5 separate regions of the Mus musculus genome follow, and all the other regions are linked to region 1. A link is a contact called in public ChIA-PET, HiChIP or PLAC-seq and Micro-C data. All regions are on one chromosome and are shown on one strand. The core of a region is the stretch at or near the end of the contact, and the rest is flanking DNA. Distances in the headings are between cores, read along the strand shown.

What was found. A called contact is a pair of places that touch in the nucleus more often than the background predicts. ChIA-PET counts read pairs in DNA pulled down with a chosen protein or histone mark. HiChIP or PLAC-seq counts read pairs in DNA pulled down with a chosen protein or histone mark.
Region 2: an H3K4me3 HiChIP or PLAC-seq map of the SCID.adh cell line shows a contact between it and region 1, with 14 read pairs. The contact joins the promoter of Tmed5 here to the promoter of Gfi1 in region 1. A contact is called at or near these places in 3 of 115 datasets of contacts at active chromatin or transcription factors (the SCID.adh cell line, memory CD8 T cells and pancreatic cancer cells).
Region 3: an RNA polymerase II ChIA-PET map of memory CD8 T cells shows a contact between it and region 1, with 44 read pairs. The contact joins the promoter of Mtf2 here to the promoter of Gfi1 in region 1. A contact is called at or near these places in 1 of 39 promoter capture datasets (neural stem cells), 2 of 115 datasets of contacts at active chromatin or transcription factors (the SCID.adh cell line and memory CD8 T cells) and 1 of 9 other capture datasets (pancreatic islet).
Region 4: a Micro-C map of embryonic stem cells shows a contact between it and region 1, with 2.6 times the contacts expected there. The contact joins the promoter of Ephx4 here to the promoter of Gfi1 in region 1. A contact is called at or near these places in 3 of 484 Hi-C or Micro-C datasets (all in embryonic stem cells) and 1 of 115 datasets of contacts at active chromatin or transcription factors (memory CD8 T cells).
Region 5: a contact with region 1 is called in an HNF4G HiChIP or PLAC-seq map of pancreatic cancer cells. The contact joins the promoter of Dipk1a here to the promoter of Gfi1 in region 1. A contact is called at or near these places in 2 of 484 Hi-C or Micro-C datasets (both in embryonic stem cells), 4 of 115 datasets of contacts at active chromatin or transcription factors (embryonic stem cells, large pre-B cells, memory CD8 T cells and 1 more) and 1 of 9 other capture datasets (liver).

What each region holds. Positions count from the first base shown.
Region 1 is chr5:107,722,794-107,726,138 of GRCm38.p6, reverse strand. It overlaps Gfi1 (growth factor independent 1 transcription repressor), which reads left to right and starts at 1,796. Exons shown (of 6, transcript NM_010278.2): 1 at 1,796-2,415; 2 at 2,731-2,916. The coding sequence starts at 2,301. RefSeq lists promoters at 1-209, 1-380, 1,777-2,165.
Region 2 is chr5:108,130,745-108,134,089 of GRCm38.p6, reverse strand. Tmed5 (transmembrane p24 trafficking protein 5) reads left to right here and starts at 1,470. Exons shown (of 4, transcript NM_028876.3): 1 at 1,470-1,854. The coding sequence starts at 1,666. Ccdc18 (coiled-coil domain containing 18) reads right to left here and starts at 1,176. Exons shown (of 29, transcript NM_028481.1): 1 at 1,092-1,176.
Region 3 is chr5:108,063,932-108,067,276 of GRCm38.p6, reverse strand. Mtf2 (metal response element binding transcription factor 2) reads right to left here and starts at 1,603. Exons shown (of 15, transcript NM_013827.3): 1 at 1,312-1,603. The coding sequence starts at 1,316.
Region 4 is chr5:107,401,743-107,405,087 of GRCm38.p6, reverse strand. It overlaps Ephx4 (epoxide hydrolase 4), which reads right to left and starts at 1,575. Exons shown (of 7, transcript NM_001001804.2): 1 at 1,313-1,575. The coding sequence starts at 1,537. All of the region lies in intron 3 of Gm17202 (a long non-coding RNA gene), which reads left to right.
Region 5 is chr5:107,985,264-107,988,608 of GRCm38.p6, reverse strand. Dipk1a (divergent protein kinase domain 1A) reads left to right here and starts at 1,532. Exons shown (of 5, transcript NM_026062.4): 1 at 1,532-1,660. The coding sequence starts at 1,607.

The DNA.
Region 1 (3,345 bases), core at 547-3,046:
GTTGAGAAGGCTAGTGAGCGCCTCTAACGCTCAGGAAGTGAAGTTTGTGGTTTTGGGGGCTGAGCTCCGAAGGAGATTAAAAAAAAAAAAAAAAAAAAAGTCAGAGAGACAGATCAGTCTCTCCCGAAAGCAAGATTCAGTTTGCACACTCTCAGAGCTCGGTGCCCGCGCCCTGACCCCGAAGGTAGGTTTGCTGAACTGCTGTGCCTCCCGCTCAGGCGGGGGTGGCCTCGAGGACTGGTAGGAGTACATTGACACTGTGGGGACGTCCCGAGGGCGCAGGCGGGTCCCCACCTGCTGCAGAGCATCGGCTGCTGGGTTCTGGAGCCACCCAAGCGGTGGAGCGAAAGATCTGGAATAGAGGGGCACACAGTTTAGCGGTTAGATAGCAGAGTGGGATCCACGCAGGAAGAAAACATCTGGTGGGCATGTGGCGGCAGCGGGCTTCTGGAGGCCTCCTTCTGAGCGCCTTGCCTTCAGCTCCCGAATTTCCAGCCTCAGATGACCAGGGGAAGCCTGGCGGGCCGCTGTGCCAGGAGCGTGCCGCCCCGCCCCCTGGACGCCAGCTGCAGCACGAGGTTGCCTTCCCACGCGCTGGGCCTCCTTGCCATCCCCTTACCCCTCCTACCCGGAACCCAGCAAAGCCCTCCGAAGCGTAGGTTTGTGGCCTGGGCGAGGACGCCACCTCTGTGTCTACCCTGTCCCGCGTGGTGCTGACGCGCAGACCCAGCGCGGGACCAGACAGCCCTGCTTCCCACGGGTCCCGTTCTTGGCTATCGCAGGACCGAACCTCATCGAGGCCTCCAGAACTCTTGCCCTGTTTTCTTGCTCTTCATGCTTGCTTTAAGAATTGTCCTCTGGTTGGAGCGTCTGGCTGTACAGACAGGGAGTGCGGGAAAATTAAAGCGCCGGAGCCTGGGTTCTGGGAGCCAAACCCGACCAAGGCGTGTGACTATACATTATGACTGGGAATCTGAAGCAGGAGTCCTTGGGCTCCTTTTAAGTGGGTACAACAGGGTGTGTTCTGTACGCGCTCCTGGGGGGGGGTGGCGAAGAGGCTCGGGTTCCTCAGTCTGAACTGCACGAAGCCCAAAGACCCGGGGCGTGCGCCGGCCTGTGCCCCAGTCTTTGAGCCCGCCGCCGCCGTTCAGCCTCTATTGCCTTGGACCTTGGAGGCAGGCGGATTCGTTTCACCCTAGGCCTCCCTAGGGTCGCCCCCGGAGCGGGCCAGGAGCTGGGACGCAGTCTCAGCCCCGCCTCCTGCAGGGCTCAGGTTTCGACCCGAGATTAGGTGAACTGATTGGGGGTTAAAGAGAGCGACGCCAGCTCTCGGTCATGCTCAGGGACCCTGGCCTCCTGGCCAGGCCTTCTGGCCACTGCTCACTCGTGCGCGCTCCGGTTTCATCTTGCTGGCCCGCGAAGTCGTTGGCACTCATTAAATTTGGGCACCGCGTGTTTGCCAGTAAGCACGCAGTTTAAACTCAACTTCCCTAGGACAAGATTTTTGGTGAGCAGATCAGAAAATAATTCTTTCTGGGACTTAGTTTCTGAAGCAAGGCCTACAGGTCTGGAATGTTTCTCAGTGGTCGCCGTCCTGGCCGGTGCCACACCACTATTCCAGTGGGCGTTTCTCCTGGGACAAGTGTTGGTCCTTTGCCACTCCCACCTCACTTTCCTGTGCCTCTGGCTTCCTGACTTCTGCTCCAGCCACTGCAGCACATAGTCCCTAGGCAAACCAGTCCCTAGTACGCCCCTCTTTCGCTTCTGTTCGTCGCGGGGCTCCTGGAGGTTTTGGCTCCAAGCCCCTTCCGGGTCCCAAACACTGATGCCCCCTGACTGGCTAAACTAAGCCACGCATCCCTGGCGTGAGCCACAACCCAGAAGGGAGCAGGTGGGCTTGCAGGGTTGACTTGGGATAACGGACCAGTTGTGGACTACTGCTCTCAGGAGAGTGATGATCTAGCTTTGGTAGGGAAGGGGAGGGGCTGAGGCGTGGGCAGGGCAGAGCAAAGGGACCAGAGCCAGAGCCTGGGGACAGGTTTTACCACTGAGCTGTTGCAGTGGCGGCGGAGGCCGGGATTCGTGCCACCTGTCCGAGTGCCACCTGGTGAGCGTGGCGCCTGGGTCCAGGCCCCTCCTCCCGCGGCTTCCCTCTCTCCTCCCTGGCCCACACTCTTCCTTGGCCTGGGAACCTACCACAACCGCCATCGGTGCTGACCCTCGTTTCCACCCAATTTTCCCCCTTCTCTCAGAACTCAGAGTATCCGAGGGTCCAAACATTCGTCCAGCGGCTGACCACCATGCCGCGCTCATTCCTGGTCAAGAGCAAGAAGGCGCACAGCTATCACCAGCCGCGTTCTCCGGGGCCGGACTACTCCCTGCGCCTGGAGACCGTGCCTGCGCCGGGCAGAGCAGGTGCGAAGCGCGCAGAGGCCGGGTAGGGCAGCTGCCGAGGACACCGACTCTGCTCCAAGCCACCTCGTTTCCTAGGAATCGGGGGAGGCTATCCTAACGCCCCTCGGGTGCTTTTTTGTTTTTGTTTTTGTTTCCCGGTGCTCAGATTTGCTGAGCTTGCCAGAGATGCCCCTGGCGCTCGCAGTCGGCTCTTGAATTCGGGAGGGAGGGCTCCCGGTTGGGTCAGAGTGGACAGAGGAGGACACGGGCGCCACGGTGGAACCACTTCAGTTCGGCCAGGTTTAGGTTTATTTCTCTCCTGAATCTTTTCCGCAGAGGGCGGCGCTGTGAGTGCAGGCGAGTCGAAAATGGAGCCCCGAGAGCGTTTGTCCCCCGACTCTCAGCTTACCGAGGCTCCCGACAGGGCCTCCGCGTCCCCCAACAGCTGCGAAGGCAGCGTTTGTGACCCCTGCTCCGAGTTCGAGGACTTTTGGAGGCCCCCTTCTCCCTCCGTGTCTCCAGGTAAGCCTTGATTCGAGGTCTTGTGGCAGAGTTCTGGAGTCGCAGCACGGAGGGAAGCCCGCACAAGGGATGCAGAGGGTCGGCCTAGGGATCTGGCTCCTAAGGGAACAGGGTTCAGGGGAGGCATCCAGCTTTTGTGCTGGACACCTTGCCCAAAGTGTCCTCTGCCTCCTTCTAAGTCCCTTAGCTCCAGGCTGGCCCTTAATTCGTTTGCCTGGAACTAACAGGCGAGGTCAAACGAACTGGTCCTTCTCTGGCTGGCATTTCTTTTATGTCCAGAATTCATTGTTTAGAAATTGTCAGATCCCAGAATCCAGGACCCAGACCTGAATACTTCAAACAAGAGACCTGGGCAGTCTGAGCGGTACAGAGCTGGGCACCACACTGGAGTGCAAGGCTGCTGCTGAAAATCTCAGCTCGCTGGCTCTG
Region 2 (3,345 bases), core at 221-2,720, 410 kb before region 1:
AACTAAAAAGTTTTAGAATTTCCACTCCTACTATAGAACTTTCTGCATAATCTTACAATTTCACTTCTCTCTCATATTCCATTTAATTTTTTTTTCACTGTAGCACCTCTTTCATTGCCTTTCTTAAAATTTGGGTTACAGATATTATTAATTCCCACCTATTATGTTCAAGAGTGTAATGCACTTAGGAAAACTCAATTATTTTGAACGGATAAATGAATAAACTGCCTTCTCCCTCCCTCACTCAGGTAAAAACGGTCCTGGTACATTAATTTCCCACGCAAAATTTCTCAGGAGTAGGGTGGATTGGAAAAAAAAACAAAAACAAAAAAACACCTCGCACCTTATTGGAAAAAGTTGAGGCCTAAAATTAAACGAGATATTTTGTAGATGTAAATGTTTCTACCCTTTTCTACCCTGTTTCTGGTTTTCTTTTTAACAAATTTGCTTCTGCATAAGCTGGAAGACTTCCCCAGTCAGTGGCTCAGGAATCCATGCTACTTCACATCTATGCAACATCTCTAGCTTCGTACAGAATAATGGAGGAGAGAAAAGAAGAAACTTGAGACTAGAAAATGCTGATCAGTACTGTAGGACACCATTTAAGTCAGGCTTTTACGTTCAGCAACTTGTGCATTTTCACGTAAGAATTTTCTAGCCGTTCAGAATTGGATACGTCTGGTATTTAAACATCCTCATTTTCCTACGTTTACCTGTAGTATGTGTACGTAGAAAGGCTTATCATCTTACCTATAGGGCGGCCCTGACAACCGTATCTTCAAGTCTAGTGAAAAATGAGTTCTCACACACGCACACTCATCGAGCGAAGGACAAGCACTTTACACTCTATAAAATCCTGTGACAGGACTTTCCGCTTGAGAAAGAGTACATGGTTTTATACAGTATTTTATTTCAAGAAAGAGGTCCTCCATCTGCCTGTAGGGAGTAGAGCAAAGTCTGGCAGCCTCCTTTCCGATTCTGCCTCAAATAAAAGAAAACGCCTCACAAGCAGGCCAGGCGCAGGTCGACTGTCCCAAGAGAAAACAAACCCCTCGGGAAAGCCCTTTTCCAGCCAGGAGGCGTTTGCTCACCACCCAGATCGCAGGCGGGGTTAGCGTCCCCAGACCACGGCGCACCGCGAGCCTCCTCTGCGCTCGGAAGCCTGGGACACTCTCGCAGCCCACGACATGGAAGCCTCTGACTCTCGATGAGGAGAACCAGCGAACCTCCGAGGCGCCGAGTTCGAACCGCCGCGGCAGCCGTTGGGACCCGCCTCCCGGGCCCCGACCCCGCCCACCACGCGGGGCTCTGCGAACGGGAGCGGGGCGCAGGGCATGCCGGGAAATGAGTCTGGAAGCGCGGATGAGCGGCGTGCCGTGGTCACCTCGGACTACATTTCCCGTCGTTACCCCCGCCAACGTTGATTGGCGTGTGTGAGGGAAGCCGAAACCGACAAGTCTGGTGTGAAGGAAGGATGCGAAACCCAGAAGGCAGCCGAAAGGGGACGCTGGCCCCGCCCTCGCCCGGCCCAGTGGAAGGCAGTGCTTCCACCTTCCAAGAGAGTGAGGCTCGCCGCTGCCTGAAGTTCCCTCAGATCGGGATTTCAAATCGGAGACACCAGTATCCCGCACCTCCCTACACGCGTCCAGGCAGAGATCGACAGGGATGGGCGGCAGGATGTGGCTGCCATTCCCCGTGCTGCTCCTGTCCGCTCTGCCCGCAGCGTTGCTGCGCGGGGCGGCCGGCTTCACACCCTCTTTGGACAGTGATTTTACCTTCACGCTGCCGGCCGGCCGGAAGGAGTGTTTCTACCAGCCCATGCCCCTGAAGGCATCGTTGGAGATCGAATACCAAGTAAGTGCGGAAGTGGGCTAGCCTTCCTTGGGCCGGGCCGCACCACATGGTCGCCTCTCACCTACTTGGAAAAGGTGGGACAGCGACCGAGGTGAATCCGAGGAGGGTCTCCTGGGAAACTGGCCTGCTTGGCGCAGGCGTACTTAAGCGGGGCTCCTGGGAGCCTGGAACTCACAAGTTTGGCCAGTCCTAAAATTGACACCTACCCTCTCTCTTCCCTTTCCTCTGGTCGGAAAGAGGCCAGCACTGGTGACGTCAATGGCGTTACTCTTTGTTTCTTAATTCCCCCAAGCCATTTCAAGCTAGTTTACATACCCTACAGTTCTGAGAAGTTCGCTGTAAGGGGTTGATACACGTTCTTCTTTATTATTGGACGAAGTGATAACACTTGTTTGACTCACTCTCACCACTTTCACCAAATCCCGATATTATAAAATCGGCACGATGTTTTGAATTGTGGCTGGGCAGTGGTGGCACACGCCTCTAACCCCAGCATTCCCGTGGCAGAGGCAAGTGGATCTCTGAACAGTCAAGGCTGCATAGTGAAACCCAGTCTTGGGAGTATTGAATTGTGTCCATGCGAAGATCTCTAAGTCAGATTTTGAAATGTGTTGAAATGGACTGTTGCTGTATTTAGTGGTACATTGTCATCCCGGGTGTACATCCATCACTTTGAAATCAAATAAGATAATAGTGTATGACCTTTCTTCCATTGAACTTTGTCAGCTTTCTTCCCGTGTCATTGTTTTCTTTTTAGTATCAGCAGAATACGCTTATTATTAAATCTTTTTTTAATTCTTATGTAAAACTTTTATATGTGGAGCCTTTGGGATTATTTATAGATGTTTACAGTAATTACAGGAAGTATCTAAAGTCATAATATACAAAAATCTCAGCACAACTAAGGTTACAGCTTAATATTTCTTGATTTCCACTTGTGAACAAAAGTTTAGCATTTACTGAACAATTAATGTATGCAAGGAATTGTTCCAGGAGGAGGAACAAACTGAGAAAAACCTGGTTCTCAGGAGTTTGGGGGTTCATAGGCAGGCTTTGTTTGGGCTTGATGGGTTTGGTAGGCTGTGGTTGGATGGATGGTTGGTTGCTCTGGTTTTTGTGACAAGGTTTCAACTATGTATCCAATGGCATTGAATTCAGTATTTAGCCCAGGCTAGCCTCCGATCTCACAGGAGTCCTTCTCTAAGTCGTGTCCTCCCCCCCCACCCAGGACTGGTATTACAGCATGAACCATCACATCCTACAGGCAATTTGAATAAAGCATGATTTTTGGTTTTCAGAGAATAGGATTGTTGGAGAAAATAAAAATAAATCTGAAAATGAGTTAAGAATGCAAGGAATGAGGCCAGTTTTAGAAAAGGGAAGAATTGACTAGACATTGTGATTGTAGGATGTATAGTTTAAGTGTTCCGAGGCATACTATAAGTACTGGGGTTTTATTAGCTTTGAAGACTGTCAGGTCTTAGGGTAGGA
Region 3 (3,345 bases), core at 354-2,853, 340 kb before region 1:
ATTCCCAGCAACCACATGGTGGCTCACAACCATCTGTAATGGGATCTGATGCCCTCTTCTGATGTGTCTGAAGACAGCAATAGTGTGCTTATATACATTAAATAAAAAAATAAACATTTAAAGTATTATCCAGCATCCTAAAAAGAATCAGTTTTTTTACCCACAATTCTCTCCCAAAAAAGAAATTCCCAAAAGAAAAATTAAAACATAAAGGCTGAAAACAGTCTGCAGAAGTTCCTATGAAGATTACATGGAATCTATTTGAAGGAGAAAGTACTTGCTGCTAGAGAAAACGGAGTCAACCAACCACTAACATATTTCTAGCTCTACTTTGATCTCATGAGGTACTTTTCTATGTCAATTACAGGCTTGTCTGGGTTTTCAAATTCTAACTACTGTTGCATGGTAATATCTTCAACCAAAGTTAAAGGTTTTAAAGAATAAAACAGCATTCCATACCCCTTTTCCTATTGTTCACAATCTCTCGTACCACTCAATAAATCCATCTCTGCCAAAGAAAAAATTAACCACCAAGGACTGCAGATTGTAAATCACAGTTAAGAGTTCTGGCACTATGGAAATGTGTTAAGAAATCCTGGAAAATTTTGGTTAAACCCCTTAGTGCCGTAAGTAACTAAGTTGTAATGATGAATACAAATTATCAGGGCAAGAAATTTTAATTGAACGGAAGAAATGCCTCCAAATAAAAGCTATCTCTTCCCCGTATCAATTCACCTATCACTTCTTCTCTTTAAGCTTCCAGGGCTTGCTTTCCAGGGTATTTTCCTCATCCTCGTACGCTAGCTATCTAGCCCACCACTAGATTCCCCTACCACAATTCCACACAATTCCAGCACCCTCTGGTTCCAAACTGCTACTTTCCTTAGCACCCCTTAAAGTGCCAGTCAGCCCCTCTACTAGGCTCCCCGCATTCTGACGGCTCCTCCCCTCGGTTCCCCACCCCCTCATCACCAGGTTCATCCTGCCCCTCCAACCGTCTCCCGCCCCCAGGTTCCTTCCTGCCCTCCAAACACAGCTTCCCTGTCTCAACGTTTTATCTAATTCCACCAACTGACTCCCGAGCGGGGCGCCCCGCTCCTTCCCCCAGTCCCTATTTTTACCAACATCTCACTGACTACCCCTCCCGATCCATTCTTTCAACATATGCATCAATGCAAAAACACCCCCACACAGGACTCCCTTGCCCAAAGCGGAGCCTCCATCTTTCCCCTTTCTTTTGCTTCCTTTCTTTCGTCTCTCCTCATCCCAACCTCCTCCCAAAGAGTCGGTTCCCAGGCCAAGGTCTCTCACCTCATTCGGTCACTTAAGTGGTGCCAACCGCTTCATACAGGAAAATAGAAGCAATCTCGTTCCCGTGGGCGCTCCCCCGCGAGTCCGGGCACTCCCTGGGCACCCGCCCCAGCGGGAGCCCTGCGCACACGCACACACACACCGAGTTCCTTGGGGACGAGGGTTAGGAAGGAGAATGTGCGTGCTCACACCGGCCTCAAACACAGACCACTTCGCAACAGCCCTTCGCCATTTTGGTTTCCCGCGGACTAGCGGTGCATTCTGGGAGCGCGGAGCTACTCCGGGGCCGAATGGCAGCTCTCCAGAGCCGCAGAGGGGCGGGGCCTGCGCGGCGAGCGCGGAGGAACACCGCGCCCTGCGTCCCGGACCAGCGCTGAACAAAGAGGGACTCTTTAACGTCGCGGTGGAATTAAGTCCTCTTGCTGCCGGTGCAGACACAATAGTGAGCGCAGCGCTTCCCGACGCTGATGCTTGCCTTACTAGGTCTTTTAAAAAGAGAGATCGTGTCCAGTCTTTCGTGCGGTCTTTTTTAATGCCCTCAGAAATAGGATATTGCTCAGTACATCTTGATGGGGTGATTTCCTTTCTGAAGAAAGGAAATTATTAACTGGAAAAAATACTTTTCTTTTACCTTCACCTAGAGGCCTGCTGTTATAATCCCCTTAAGTGGGGAGGAGACCCTGGATGGCAAATTTCGTTCAATGAATACTATCCAAATCCAAACTTATCTGGAATCTGTAATGGGAGATTTTCACTTTTTTTTCCTCTGACGATGAACGAGATTTTTTTTTCCCTGTTTACCTGCTTTGTGACCTTTCCTAATTGTAGTGAAATTTGAGCATACCCTCCTGCAAAGCAGTTGATTGAAGGAACACACAACTTTCATACTATTGCAGGCTTTTATATGAGGCCCAGCTGATAAATGGAATGCATGCTTATATCTTTGACTTATATTTGAATGCAACCCAGCACTTATAGAAACACCTGTAATACGTTTCTATTTTGTGAAAATATTTTCAGAGTCATATACTTTTTATCACAGATTATGTCACAGAGGCAGTACTGAATTTTCTCTCTGAAGAAATACCTCTTATGATCTAAATTCCTTTCACTCATATTTCAAGAGTTCCCTTTAAGCTGGGCGGTGGTGGCGCACGCCTTTGATCCTAGCACTTGAGAGGCAGAGGCAGGCAGATTTCTGAATTCAAGGCCAGCCTGGTCTACAGAGTGAGTTCCAGGACAGCCAGGGCTATACAGAGAAACCCTGTCTCGAAAAACAAAACAAAACAAAACAAAAAAGAGTTCCCTTTACCTAGGTTCTGAAAAATCTGGCAAATAGGCATATTCATATTATACTACATTTTTTTTTCTTTTTTGAAGACAGAGTCTATCTATTATATAGCTCTGGTTGTCCTGGAACTCATTGTGTAGACCAGGCTTGCCTCAAGCTCACAGAGATCTTCCTGTCTCTGCCTCCTCAGTACTGGGATTAAAAGGCCTGAGCCACCATGGCTAGCTTTGTATTATACAGTATATTTTATTCAGTACATTATATCAATCTGTGTCTCTCCCTCTTTCTCTCTCTCTCTGTCTCTCTCTCTCTCTCATGTGTCTCTGTATCTGACTCTCTCACACACACACTGTCTCTCTCTGTCTCTCACACACACACACTCTCTCTGTCTCTCTCACACACACACACTCTCTCTGTCTCTGTCTCTCTCTCTCTCTCACACACACACACACACTCTCTCTCTCTGTCTCTGTCTCTCTGTCTCTGTCTCTCTCTCTCTCACACACACACACACACACACACACACTCTCTTGTCTCTGTCTCTCTCTCTCTCTCACACACACACACACACACACTCTGTCTCTGTCTCTGTCTCTCTCTCTCTCTCTCTCTCTCTCTCTCACACACACACACACACACACACACACAGTAGTTAAGAGCTCTTGAGTACCTGTGTTCAATTCCCAGCACCCACATGACAGATCACAGTGTCTTTAGCTCTAATTCTAAGAGGCAAAACAGCA
Region 4 (3,345 bases), core at 326-2,825, 320 kb after region 1:
ACCAATGTGTCCCCCGGCGTCACTAAATAAACAAGTTAAGAGGAATGAAGTATACAGGTGACTAGAGTCACCACTATTTCTTCCTTCTGCTTTTGAGGGGAAAAGAGAGTAATTCTGAGGAATCCAGGAAGAGTCATAAGCTGTGTTTCATCCTTAAGTTGGACAGAATTAACAAATGTGACTTGGCTGTTATCTTTTAAAAATTATTTTAGTGGTGGTGAGTCTTGGAAGAATAAAATGCCAGGGCCACCAGATTGGATTTAATAAAGATTTTATCGCACTGGGTATATGCCAGGTTGATAATTATAATGATGAATTATAAATTATACTAAGTTATAGGTCCGTTGGCCTATGTTTTCTTCTCTTTTTCTTTGTGGTTCTCTTCCTCCTCCTCCTCCTCCTCCTCCTCTCCTTCTTCTCGAAACATGAACATACTTAATTCTCACATCAGTTTCAGGCTCCTTTTGCCTTTCTGAATCCCAGTTGCTGGGGAGTTTAGCTGCTGATTAAACGTCAGGCAGGACTCAGTAACACAAATATCTCCTTGTATGTTGCCTTTGAAAGGCTTGTGAGTCAGACTGTAGGTCGTATCACAGAGACTGTATCACTCCACCACCTGGCATCAGGAAATAGACCGTCTGTGGGCTGTGACAGAAGCTTGGACGAGGACGGACAATGAAAATCTGTTGGCACGGTTGACACTTTTATTTAAGCACAGAGAATGGAGCTTTATTAAGAAGTGGGTACCTACTTTGTATTCCATTCTCTCCTATTTTTGACTTTTTGCACCTACTTCCTTCCTCACAAACACAAACCATTTCTTATCCTTTAGTGCTGCCTAGGTCATCTGAGATTAGAAATGACTTTCCAAAGAACTGTCCACTCCCTCCATCTCAAAATCTGGACAGCAGGGCACCGCCAGGAGCATTATCCTGCAACTGATCTGAGCCCTAAAAGGCAAAAAAGGTAACAGGAGATAGCTTCTCCTTGCAGTAGGAGAGGGAGCAGAATTATTCTGAGTTGCTTCAGCAGGAGGAGGATCCAGTTAGAGAAATTTCACGTTCTGAAACACGCACCTCCCCCCCTCCACACACACACATAGGTTAAGGAGAGAGTGGAAAGCCATGATACTGACCCGCGGAACAGCCCCTGGCCAGGTCCCTCCTGCCTCCCCCTGGGGTCCTCCGGGTGCCCGCAGCCATCGGGACGCATCTAGGAACAATCGGCCCGGCGCCCTAGGCACCGCGGCTTCCAGGGCTCCCCACCCGCGTCCCTCTCCCTCCCCTGTCTCCAGGCCCGCGTCGGCCTTCACCTTGATGCGCACGTAGCAGTGAGTCCCTAAGGAGGGGTCGTTCAGGCACGCCGGAGGGTTGGCCCGGGCCGCCCGGCGGAAGGTCTGCGCCGGCGCCCTACCGATGCTCCACAAAAGTTTGAGCAGGTGGACGGAGGCGCACAGCCCGCAGTAGCCGTACACCAGGGACCAGTAGAGCAGGGCGCGCAGCGCGGGCAGCAGGCGGGGCGGGCGCGGCGGGGCCATGGGCGCCTGCGGGAGCCGAGCTGCGGCGTCCCTCCCGCGCCCGCCCGCTCGCCCCGCACACGCCGCGCGCCCGGGCCTCGGGGACCGCGCAGGGCGAGGCCCGGGCTGTCCTCCCGTGCCACGTCGCTAGAGCCGAGCGACATGAAGGCGACGCCGAACGCCATCCCCAGGTCCTGTCGAAGCTCCGGGCTCTGAACAGGTCCCAGCGCCCCGGTCCCAGAAGCCGCAGACCTTTTCCCGGATGTGAGAATCGCGGAGGGCGGGAGGGACTTTTGTACTGAACTGTGGTAATTATTTCTTCAGGTGGGCATCCCTAACACAATCTCTTACAGATATTAACTGTTTCTTAACTGAGTTCAAAGTTACCAAACACCCCAGCCAGAAAAAGCAAAAAGGCACTTTACACCAAGGCACAAGCAATCAATTAGCTTGTCCCTACCCTTAGCAAGGACTCCTCCCTCCTCCCTCTCTTCTTAATGTTCCCCTCCCCCTCCCTCCTCCCGCCCCCATTGGTGTAACTCTACAATAGTTTATCAGCCCTACCCCCACCCCGCCCCGTTAAGAAACATTCATTCTTCTTAGTCTTCCTTTACGTTCCTGTTTCCCTTCTCTTCCCTGACCTCCCTTGTGTGTGTGTGTGTGTGTGTGTGTGTCCGTCCGTCCGTCCGTCCGTCCTTCTAGAGATGCAGTTACAGGTGACTGTGCACCCCTCACCTCCGGAACTGAACTCAGGTCCTCTGAAAAAGCAGCCAGTACTCTTAACTGGTGAGCCATCTCTACTCATTCCTTCCATCTGAATAGCTTAGGGCTGTTATAAGTGTATCTACATAAAATGTTTCTGTGTGAACGTTTTTTTTTTCCTATTTCACCTAGAAATGAGACAGTGGGATAAGGTGGGTAAGTGTACCTTTGGCTTTCTGCGACAGAATCAAACTGGCTTCCAGAATGACTGCTCGGTGCTAGAGGTGTTGCTTAGAGCCTGGGTCCCATTCTTTAAAGCACTGTGTACTGAACTCTTAATTTCATTTGTTCCAGAGGTGCAGAGTGAACCCTTGATTCTCAATAAGAGGCACTATCTTCCGGAAGGAAGGAGCTGCCTGAGGGCAGAGCATGGGGGAGGGCAGCTGGGGAAGTGAATGTTTTAGAACAAAGTTTAATGACACATATGTCTGAATATGCCACAAAGGCTACCGCGTTATTACTGTTAATTACTGTTAAATAATGAATAAAAAGAATAAAGCCTACATTTATTTCCTAATGGCGAATAGTACCAGGCATCTTCTGTGTGATCACATGTCACTCAGCTATACTTTTCTCGACAAAGTGTCTATACAAATCTTCTGCTTGGTGTTGATCCCTGCCCCACCCCCATGGAAGCAGGGGTGGTGGGCCTGCATTCACTAGCTCTGGGCTATATCCACAAATGCTTTTGTTCTTTGGGTTGTTTTTTTTGTGGGGGGGGGTTGCTTTTACAGGCTTTATTTATATATTTGTGTATACTTATACATACATATGTATGTGTATAGCAATACTACTCAGCTATTAAAAATAATAAATTTATGAAATTCTTATGCAAATGGATGGATCTGGAGGATATCATCCTGAGTGAGGTAACCCAATCACGAAAGAATACACATGATATGCACTCACTGATAAGTGCATATTAGCCCAGAAACTTAGACTACCCAAGATATAATTTGCAAAACACAAGAAAATCAAGAAGAAGGAAGACCAAAGTGTAGATACTTCGTTCCTCCTTAGAATGGGGAACAAAATACCCATGGAAGGAGTTACAGAGACAAAGTTTG
Region 5 (3,345 bases), core at 283-2,782, 260 kb before region 1:
GTTGGGCAGCTTAAAACCAACTGAAATTCCAGCCCCAGGTGTTCTGATGCCCTCTTTTGGCTTTTATAAGCAATCACACAAATATGGCAGACATACACATATAAATAATAAAATCTTAAAAAAAAAAAAAAAAAGGGCTGGTGAGATGGCTCAGCAGGTAAGAGCACCCGACTGCTCTTCCGAAGGTCCGGAGTTCAAATCTGAGCAACCACATGGTGGCTCACAACCATCCGTAACGAGATCTGACTCCCTCTTCTGAAGTGTCTGAAGACAGCTACAGTGTACTTACATATAATAAGTAATAAATAAATCTTTAAAAAAACAAAAAACAAAAAAACAACTAAAGGAAACCGGTAGGATCCGTCCTTTCCTCCTTCTTCCTTCCCTCCCTTTGTCTGTCTTTGTCTTAAGTAGCTCCGGTTGGCCAAGTGCTGGAATTACAGGCATGAGTCACCATGCCCAGCTCATATTTACTTTTACTTTAGAAATTACTGAAGTCATTTAATTAAAAGTGAAAGTCAGTGGCTCATGCACTTCTTTGCGAGTAACAAAATATTATCCAGGTTAAAGACCTGTTTCCAGAAACTGAAAGCACTAGAAACATAAAGTACGGCATAGCAAGGGAAAAAAATGAAGTAGGACCTGCATCTCCCTGCATTGAAGTCACTCAGATCAATAGCTGTACTCCTCCCAGGGTGGCCCCTTCTCCCTTATTTGGCCATCAGTGTCAACAGAAGAAAGCAACGCCTTGAGGTGTATAGCCTTAACTGAGCTGCTCTGCTATATCCTAGAAGGTCTCCTGCCTTCACTGTATTTATCCGGCATTTATTTATTTAATTATGTATTTAACGTGTGAATCATGATTCTGTGGTAGAGGCAAGAAAACTCTGAGGCTGTTTTGCAAACAATGCAAACTTCAAAAAGTCGAAATGGTAAAAAAGAAAGAAAAAGAAATAAAAGAAAAAAATTGCATTAAATTTAAGGTACGCAAAGAGGCGAAGTGTCTGGAAGGCCACGCAGAACTGAGCGGGAAGGAGTCCCTTCCTCCCCTAGATAGCGGTGGTCGCGTCTCCGGAGAGCCTCCTTTCCCTGGAGAGGATCTATGAGTTAGTTGGTCGCCTAGGATGCAGCTCTAAGCATCCACAGAATTTCCGTGCAATCCGCTCGCACAGGTCCAGAGCGCGGACGGCGGGACTCCGCGCGTGAAGCCGCAAGCCTCACAGTGAAGTGGGCGCTCCACGGAGCCCACGTTTTGCGCACCCCCGTGCTGCTCGCACCCGCCTCGGCCGTACCCCTCCCCCGTCCGCGCCTCCCCTTTAAGCACGGAGGCGCAGGCGGATTTGTGTCGGCGGACGCGAGGCTCGACTCCCCTTTATGGCGGAGCCCCGCGCCCGCGCCTTGACGACCGCCGCGGCTGGCGGTGGGGGTGGGGTTCTGCGCGCGGAGCCGGCCTCCGCTACCCGCCGCCCTCGCCGCAGCGCGGCCCCGGGGAGCGCGCGCCGGGGGCGGGCCGTGGGCGGGCCGGCGGGGCAGGGGCGGGGAGGCCGGCGGGCGGCCGCGCTCGGGTCCGCCTCCGACTGCGGCGCGGCGGGGCGATGTGAGTGCCATGGCGAGGAGTCTCTGCGCGGGGGCCTGGCTGAGGAAACCCCATTACCTCCAGGTAGGCCGGCCGCGGCCCCGCCACGCGCCCTCCGCTCCGCGCCACGCGGGACTCAGCGCCCCGTCCTCCCTCCGTGCGCGCCCCGCCGCCTCCTGCGGACCGGCACCTGGCGGCGCGCCCTCCCAGCCCTGGTCCCGCTCCTCGGGCGCCGCCCCAGCCCTGAGCCCCTCTGAGTCCCGGCCCCGGACGCGCCGCGGTCCCTCCTCTGCGTGCTCTCCCGCTTTCCCCAAGGGCCCCCCCTCGACCTGCCATTCCTGACTCTGTGTCTGGGGTAGGAAAGGGTGGTGTGTCATTCCTCCATGCTCCACAGAATCGTGACCGATTGTCATACCAGTGGTTCCCCAAGTCCCAGCCAGTAGCTGTGCCTCGTGCAGATCCCCTGGGTTTGGTGTTCTCATCACATCTCTGGTTTAAATGGGAGGGAGGAGTAGGCAAGCTCGATCGAGGCGATGCTTTTGCAAAAAGGGGATGGTGACCGTTGTACGGCTCTTCACTCAGCCCGCCAGCAGTGCGAACGCAATTCACAGTCACGTCGTGTGTACTGTTGCCGTGTTAATTTTTCATGATTTTCTGTTCCGCTGTCAGTAGGCTTTAGAACCCTCCTGCTGCTTTGGTGCACTGTTTGGTCACCAGGGGGACCTAGTAGACGTCGTGAGTAGCTGAGCACAAATCCATAGCTCGGATGGAAAAACAACTACAAATCAATGCCTCACACATTGGCAGTATTGTTATATGTCTCTAGAGGACACTGCTTACATTAAAAGGCCTGACGACATGGGACGTGTATTTAGGTCAGTTGTTGGTGTGCTTCTTATGAGTATGGAAAAAAAAGAAAAAGTTGAGGAGAAACCGTTACTGTCCAAATAAATCTTATATTTTAATTTGAAATTTGCAAGTGTAAGTCATTACATCGAAACGAGAGAAACCCAGATTGAGAGACTGACTTGACAACTCATGGTTTTAAGGGTGTAAAACTGAATGTTTGTAGCAGCGCCACCAGAAATAGTTGTGCCTTGAGTACCAGTATTAGAACCTAGTCTAGCATTCCACCCCTCCAGGTTAAAGTATTTGGGCATGTTTAAAATCTTTGAACTTAAACTACTTAGCTTTCTATTATTAATTTTTGGAGTTGGTAGAGCTTTAGGCTTTAGTTTTGGCTTTAAATGTTTTCCACAGATGTGAATGCAATCTTTGGCGCTATAACTGTACAAAGGTTTTCTGATGTGGTTAAGGTTAGAAATTAAGAGTTCTGGATTCAATCCCCGACACCACGCAAACAAAATTAGTTTTACAAATAGTTATGCTTACATTAATGACAAACACTTAGTGTGTTTCTTACTTTTCTGAATTTGCATCGTTATCAATGATGAAATTAGGGTAAGCTTGCTAGTGGGCTAATATTAAGATTATTAATTTTTAAAAATGTTTAAACTATTTAAATACCAGCACTTGGGAATCAGGCCTCTGAGTTTGAGGCCAGCATAGTCTACATAACAAGTTCGAGATTAGTGACGACTACATAGAGAAATTTTGTCTCAAAAAAATTTAAAGGTAAACTTAAGATTTAAAGGACAAGTTCTCATGTGACACAGATTGACTTAGAACTCTCGAGGTAGCTAAGGATAACCTTGAATTTCTGATCCTCTTGCTTTTAAGAGCTTGTGATTGCAAGGGTATGAATGAAT